Regions from separate parts of the Sus scrofa genome. Here region 1 is linked to region 2. Evidence: chromatin contacts called from public HiChIP or PLAC-seq data. All regions are on one chromosome and are shown on one strand. The core of a region is the stretch at or near the end of the contact, and the rest is flanking DNA. Distances in the headings are between cores, read along the strand shown.

Region 1 (4,100 bases), core at 937-3,436, 130 kb before region 2:
CAGGATTGCGGTTTACTAATTACTGATCCAAAAATGTTCCCACGTGCATTGTCAGGATCATTCATTCTCTCATTGTAATTTAGATTGCAGGTACAAAGTGATGACATCAATCAGACAAGAGTGAAGATAGAGATAAGAGTACTGCCTTCCCATCCAAGCCCACTGTTTCAGAAATTATATTAGTTTTGCCGTTGCTGTGTAACAGATTATCACAAAGTTAGCATCTAAAAACAATTAGAGTTCATTGTCTCTCAGTTTCCACGGGTCAGGTGTCCAGGTACATGTTAGCTGGGTGGTCTGTTCAGGATTTCACCTGGCTAAGCTCAAGGTGATGTCTGGGGCAGCGACCTCATCTAAAACTTGTGGTTGGCAGAATTCAGTTCCTCGTCATTTGAATTCAAGAATGAGGTGATTATGTAATTTATTACCCAAACCAGAATACTGTTGAGAGAGAAAGGGAAACTAATAATTACATTGATATCATGTGTAACCAGGTTCTATTCCAGGCAAACTGCTACGTGTGGTCACCCTGATCAACTACAGTGAGCTTTGAAAGCTGTGCAATCCCAGTTGTAGCCAAGAAGGATGACGGAAAATGAAAATCCTTCCTGGGGAGAATGGGTAAGTTCTTCCCGAAGAGCAGAATCAGGGGATGCCCCATGGACTAACCAAGGATCAAATCCTACAGACAGCGTGACGACACCTTGAAATTTCCTCAGAGTGATATTTGATAAGCAATGGCAGTATGTATTTTCCGTTTTGTTCGTTTTTTTTTTTTTTTTTTTTTTTTTTGTCTTTTTGAGGGCCACACCCGTGGCATATGGAGAGTCCCAGGCTAGGGGTCTAATTGGAGCTGTAGCTGCTGGCCTACGCCACAGCCACAGCAGCACCAGATCTGAGCCATGTTTGCAACCTACACCACAGCTCACGGCAACGCTGGATCCTTAACCCACTGAGTGAGGCCAGGAATCCAACCCACAACCTCATGGTTCCTAATCTGATTCATTTCCTCTGCGCCACGATGGGAACTCCTGTGTGTGTGTGTGTTCTATTTTTTGAATTGTAATTATTCTATTCCTGTGTCTCCATTTCACAGTGGGTATACTGGAGCAGATAACATCTTTCAGTTTATAGTTTGACTGCACTGAGCGGATGGGTATTTGGGGTGTCTGCCTTGGTGAGGGATATATTACTCTGCATGATAAGAAAGGTGCATTTGCATAGGTCATAGGGATAACATGTGGCAGAAATAGCTAGTTTCCCCCTAATAACCTTTTTTTAGTGGCTCAGCTGCTCTTGCAGGTAAAGACTACTTTTCCCAGCTTCCCTAAGAGCTATGTGACTAAATGTTGGCTAATTGGTTAAGTGAAAGTCTTGTAGGGTAACTCCTGGGAACTTCCCAACTGATCTGAGCCTCTGTACTCCCTTTTTTCCTTCTTCCTCTTCCCTGAAACTTTACTACCACCCCTTTGGGCCATTGAGTCCAAGCACACATGGTGTATAAACCCTATTTTTCACTCTTTACCATAACCAGCTTGAACCGTCTATGTAGTCTTTTACCTAACAGAGAAATAAACCCCTATCTTATTTAAGCCACTGCTGTTGTTTCTTCTTAGGTACAGTTTAACCTAATACTAAAAGGTGGAGACCTACTCCTATTCCCATCCCATCTGATATATAAGTAATAATAATAATTCCAAAGGGGCTGAAGATCTAGCCAGATCAAATGGTGAATGTTTTTGGAACTAATAGTCTTAAGTTAAAGAAAACCTTACCAAAACAAACAAACAAACAAAAAGCTCTCAGAAGTCATGAAGGGAAAGACTGCCATTTCCGATACCAAAACTTCTAACATTTTTGACCACATAAGAAACCATTACTAATGGTTACAAGTACTTTTCTCTCTCTCTGCTTTTTCCCTTTTAATTATATGTTTGGCATATTTTGTAGTCAAAAATGCTGTCACTGAGGTTTCAAAATTCTACTTGAAAGGAAAAGCAGTTTATGCTTCTGAACATGTGCTTGAGTGGGATATTTCTGAATGTTTCACCAGTGGTTAAGGCGGCAGTTCCTGAGGCAAACCAGCAGGTGTCACTGTTCTCATTTCAGGCAAATAGTTCCCAGAGATATTGAAAAGGCGGAAGTCAGGCTACCATGTGCTTTGTCAGACCACGTGGAGCACCTGGGCTTGTCATGACTTGGCTGTTACTCATCAGGATAGTGCTAGTTCTAGGAAATAAATGTTTCAGTTACCGTCTAAGGAAAGGACACTTATGATGTGGAAATGCTTAGTAATAAATTAGGGGATTGCCTACTAATGCTTGTAAAAAATTTTTTTTGAGATATTTAAGCCAGAGTACAGCCTTTCCTGTCTTTGACATCAAGGACTCACTTAAAAGTCTTAGGAAAGCATGATCCCTCTTCTCAGAAAAATGCATGTGTGTCTGTACATCCATATCTCTCTCTCTTGCTCTCTCAACATATGCATACTTCATATCATACAATTTAAGAGAGTTCATGTTCCCCATAATCTATTGTTTCCTGATCTGAGTAATGTTTCAACATATGCTATAGAAAAAAAATTTTGCAGAACCCCACCATTAGGGTTAAATTATTTTTTTAAATCTTAATTCTTTCGTTTAACACATTTTTCTCCACCTCCTCCCATTGGCAGACACTGTTTAGGTATTTGGCAAAGCAGTAGAGGGTTAGACAATAAAACTCCTTACTAGCTAGGGGAGAGAGAGGCACTAAGCAAGTAAATAAGAAAATGCCAGTTAGTGATGTGTATAAAGGAAACACTTCTGCTCCCAATGTCATCACACTAATGCAAAGCACCTAGACTGTGGAAACAACCTTTCTGGTTTTTGGCTTCTACTTTTATTTCTCTCCAATCTATTTCCTATATTGCCACAGCAGAGTGGTCTTTTTTATGATGCATATCTTGTCGTTTCCCTTCCTCACTAAAAGTCTTTAGCACCCTCTTATTAACAGGACCTCTGTCTGCCTCCTCAGGCATTGTACCACTTCTTTCTTTCCCTCCTGGCCCCTCTACACTGGCCTCCTTTCTGTTTCTGGAATGTATTCAGTGCTGTCTAACTCTGGGCCATTGTACATGCTGTTCTTTCTCCCCTGGTTCTCAGCTCACCCCCACTTCCCCTGCTTCAGCTGTCACATGGCCTCCATTTTCTCCTCAAGTCTCAGAACAAATCTCACCTCCTCAGAGACATCTTTCCCAAACAACCTAGCTAAAGTAGTCCTCCCTGCCCCTCTCCAACCAAGGCGCTTATTCCATTCATGTTACCTACAACAGTCTCGTGTTACCTTGGTCCTTTCTGTGGTGAATCAATTTGAAGGTTTTTGTTTGTTTGTTTTTTTTTGTTTTACTTTTTAGGGCTGTATCCGAGGCATATGGAGGTTCCCAGGCCAGGGGTCCAGTCGGAGCCACAGCTACCAGCCTCGCCACAGCCGTAGTCACAGCCACAGCCACGGGGATCCTAGCCGCATCTGTGACCTACACCACAGCTCAGGGCAACACTGGATCCCCGACTCACTGAACGAGACCAGGGATCAAACCTGCATCCTCATGGATACTAGTCGGATTTGTTTCCATTGAGCCACAATGGGAACTCCCAATTTGAAGTATTGATGACTTTGTTTCTTCATGTTCCTTCATCCCTCCTTCCCCAAATCTTATTCAGACCAAAAGGCACAAAGCTATAATTGCCTAAGGGGAAGGAGAGGAAATTGGGAACAAGGACAAATAAAGCCTTGAATTTTTACATTCAAAGTCTAGATCTTGAGATTGTATTGAAAGAATATTAGCTTAGGTAGGTTTTCTTCATGCTCTTGGTACCAAATAAGACCTATAAACTGTGTGCGTGTGTGTGTGTGTGTAAGATAAGGGCACATTGGTGGAGGGAGAGAGAACTCTAAATAAAACAAGAGATTTAAATGCTACGTGGAGGGTCCTGCACTCTACCTTTTTACTCTTGTACCGTTATGCTTTCAGCAGCAAGTCACCAAACAGTGCTCAAACCAGGGGTCCACACAATATGGCCTGTGGCCCAGATCCAGCCCACTGCTTTGTTGTTATACAG
Region 2 (3,780 bases), core at 57-2,556:
GTCATGAACTTTGCTAAATATCTCTTAACATCAACCCTTATATTGGTTGCTTTATAAGCCTGTTGTATAGCAAAATGTTTACTGCTTTCTCCATGTCTGTGCAGTCCCTGGCCTGGGCTTTTTTAGGGAAGAGCTTTCTTTAAATAACATTTGTGGTAGTTCCCATTGTGGCGCAGTGGAAATGAATCCAACTAGGAACCGTGAGGTTGCGGGTTTGATCCTTGGCCTCGCTCAGTGGGTTAGGAATCTGGTGTTGCTGTCAGCAGCACTGTAGGTCGCAGACGCAGCTTGGATCTGGAATTGCTGTGGCTGTGGCATAGGCCTGCAGCTATAGCTCTGATTGGACCCCTAGCCTAGGAACCTCCATATACCCCAGGTGCAGCCCTAAAAAGGCAAAAAGACAAAAAACAAAAAAACAACAAAAAAATTTGCTCCTCAGAGATCTGTCTTTGGGAAAAGACTTTTCTGCAACAATTGTGTGGGTTTCCGAGCAAGTAAGTGCCTTGGATTCTGCCTTATTCTCTATAGGCCCCAGTATATTGAAGAAGCTTAATGGGTACTTGATGAAACAAAACAAAGCAAAACAAAAACCAGCTTGACCTTAAAGAGAAACAAATAACTAATCACAGTCTTTTTTGTTTTGCTTTTGTTTTGGGTTTATCTCTTAAATTGACTAGCACTTAGAGGGCACACTGCCTGATTCTCTGCAGGTACTGTCCCATAAATCAGTTAAGTCTTAGAATAACCCTGTGAGGTAGAGATGCTGTTCAAATTATACTGATAAGGGACTGAGGCTCAAGGAGGAAGTTTTTGCCAAGATTGCATAGCTGGTTGGCAGTTGAACTAGGGCTTTGAGGGCCTTTGGGTTCAAGTCTGGTGTGGTACACTTGCTTCTAAGTCTTGTTCACTTTTCCTTTGGTGTTCCATCTAGTACAGGCTGTGTGCTTAGAACAGAGTGGAAGGGATTCTGCTGTAAATCCTTGTTTTCATTTCTGTGTGCCTCAGCCCAGCTAAGGTCATTCGGATCTCTACCCCAGTGTAATCCAAGTCACCGTTCTCTCTCCCCTGGAACACAGTGGTAGCCTTCTGACTGCATGCTCTTCCCTGTCATAGCAGCCAGGGATCTTTTTAAATGCAGTTTGGAACATGTCATCCTTCTGCTTAAAAGCCTTCAGTGATTTTCCATTGACCTTATTTTGGAAATATATACTTATTTTGGATTACAAGACCCAGCACATTCTGGTTCCTGCTTATCTTTCCTTCGCTTGCTTAGTGTCTGCTGATCACACAAAGTTCCTGGAACGCCTCAAGCTCTCCTGTGCCTCAAGACCTTTGTACTTGTGCTTTCCTTTGTCTGCAGTTCTTTGTCTTTCTACCTCTAGCTGATCCTTCAAGTTTCAATCCCAATGTCATTTCCTGAAGAGATACCCTCTCTAACCTCCCAACCTAAGCCCTCTTGTTTTATTTATCTATTTGAACAAGTCCTCTTACTTTTTTTCTCTCTCCAGTATTTATAATTTGCCCTTATAGTCACTTAATAATATCTAATATTTAGGGAGCTCTTTCAGTGTGTCAGCCACTGAGTACTGCCTTTCACCCTGTTTATAGATGAGGAGGTAAGGTACTTTCCCAGATTGCGGTAGACTGTGAACCATGGTTTAAATCCAGACTTCTTCCACAGACTATAAGCTTTGGGAGGGCAGGAACCATGTCAGCGTATTGTTATTTTCCCAGTGCCTTGCATATAGTAGGCCCTCAACAAATACCTACTGAACAAACAAATGTGACAATGACGTGTGTGTGTGTGTGTGTGTGTGTGTGTGTGTCTTTTTAGGGCCTCCCCCACGGCATGTGGAGGTTCCTAGGGTGAGGGTCAAATTGGAGCTGTAGTCACCAGCCTATGCCACAGCCACAGCAATGCCAGATCTGAGCCTCATCTGAGACCTACACCACAGCTCATGGTAACACCAGATCCTCAACCTGCTGAGCGAGGCCCAGATCAAACCTGCATCCTCATGGATGATAGTCAGATTTGTTTCTGCTGAGCCACAACGGGAACTCTTGAGCCATGACGGGAACTCCATGTGGCAATGACTTGTTTTTTTTTAAAACAACTTTACTGAAATATAATTCACATAGAGTAAAATCTCTGCTTTTAAAGTGTGCAATCAGTGGTGTTTGGTGTATCTAGCATTGTGCAACCATCATCACTATCTAATTTTAGAATGTTTGCATCACCCCCAAAAGAAACTCAGTACCCATTACAGTCACTTCTCATTTCTTCTCCTCCCATCCTCTGAAAACCACTAATCTACTTTATGTCTCCACGGATTTTCTTATTCTGGAAATTTCATGTAAATGGAATTATACAATATCGTCTTTTGTGACTACCTGTTTTAATTTTGTGTAATGTTTTCAAGGTCCATCCATGTAGTGTAGGAATGGACCTTCCATTCCTTTCTATTGCTGAATATTATTCTTTTTTATGGCGATACCACATTTCATTATCTATTCATCATTTGATGGGGATTTGGGTTGTTTCTAGTTTCTGGCTTTATGAATAATACTGCTATGGACATTTGACTATAGTTTTTGCAAGGACATATCTTTTCAGTTCTTATGGATATATGCCTAAGAGTGGAACTGGTGGGTCTTGTGGTAACTCTATCTTTGACATTTTGAACAATTGCCAAACTATTTTCCAGAGTGGCACAATGACTAAGATGTCAAAGACAAAACAAACAAAACTTCAAAAAACAGAGCTGGTCAAGAGTTAAATTGGTAAAAACAGATTTTATTTAGGACTATTGCAGTAGGGAGAAAGAGACCTCAGTACAGAACTGGGCCCAGCTCTGATCACAACAAGGAAAAGTGGGGGTGTATAGCCAAAGAATAGGTTGGGGGTAAGGGGACGGTTGGTAGTTAGAAAAATCACTAAGAAGGGAGGGTAATTTTTCGCTGAACTGACCTAAAGGATTCTTGCTAAAGTCTCATCAGGGTAATCAGCTATCATCTGGGGGATGATGGAGGATGAAGAATTTGGTCAGATATTTAGGGTGATCAGATATCAAGGGTGGGGGATTCTGAATCTACTTAGTAGGATTCTTGCTCAAGTTGGATGATGTAAAGGCAAAACATGCCAGTCTAAAAATGGAGCCCTACTCAGAAAGAAGATTCTGAGGAACCTGACTTAAGGTTGGTCAAAGAGAGACTCTTTGTTATACCCAGAGCAGATAATTCAGATGTTACCTTCCAGTGCTTTTCTTCAATTGTCTTAGCAAGGAGGCTTCTAATAAAGTCTCTTAAATTCCCTTACATTCTACGCAGTGACATTTCATTCAGCATCCAGCACTGCATGGATGTTGGCTGAGCTGGGATGCAGAGTATAGAGTTATTTTCTTTAAGGTGGTAAAGCTGCTTTGTTTTTTATTTCATGCTTATAAATTAGTATTTTTGTTTCATCTTTAGAAAATTTAGCAGGTCTAATAGTTTATGCTGTAAGAGGGAGAGAAACATGATATATTATTGTGGGTTTCATAGTTGTAAGACATTGGTTCTATGTAAGTAAATAACTATTCCCATCCTAAATACATGTTTTAAGCATAATGTATATCTTTTTTTCCTTCTTTCTCCTTTTTTACTATCCTTTTCTTTTATAAAAAGCATGTTTTTCCTCTGCCTCAGGGTGGGCGGTGGCACCAATCCAGTTGTCTAGTACTAAATTGTTTTTATTGCCATTATTATTTTATCCCACTTACTGAAACGTTGTTAGAGTAGCTC

Evidence for each region. HiChIP or PLAC-seq counts read pairs in DNA pulled down with a chosen protein or histone mark.
Region 1: a contact with region 2 is called in an H3K27ac HiChIP or PLAC-seq map of alveolar macrophages. The contact joins two enhancer-like sites. A contact is called at or near these places in 2 of 2 datasets of contacts at active chromatin or transcription factors (alveolar macrophages and skeletal muscle).

The regions. Positions count from the first base shown.
Region 1 is chr18:29,303,192-29,307,291 of Sscrofa11.1, reverse strand. No RefSeq gene overlaps it. Among named protein-coding and RNA genes, the nearest start is that of ST7, 20 kb to the right of the region's middle. Within about 2 kb of position 2,186, at least 8 of the 83 cell types and tissues checked have an H3K27ac peak or open chromatin away from gene starts, as enhancers often do. A contact at or near this core is called in alveolar macrophages, where this site is marked.
Region 2 is chr18:29,174,392-29,178,171 of Sscrofa11.1, reverse strand. All of the region lies in intron 1 of ST7 (suppression of tumorigenicity 7), which reads left to right. Among named protein-coding and RNA genes, the nearest start is that of ST7, 110 kb to the left of the region's middle. Within about 2 kb of position 1,306, at least 21 of the 83 cell types and tissues checked have an H3K27ac peak or open chromatin away from gene starts, as enhancers often do. A contact at or near this core is called in alveolar macrophages, where this site is marked.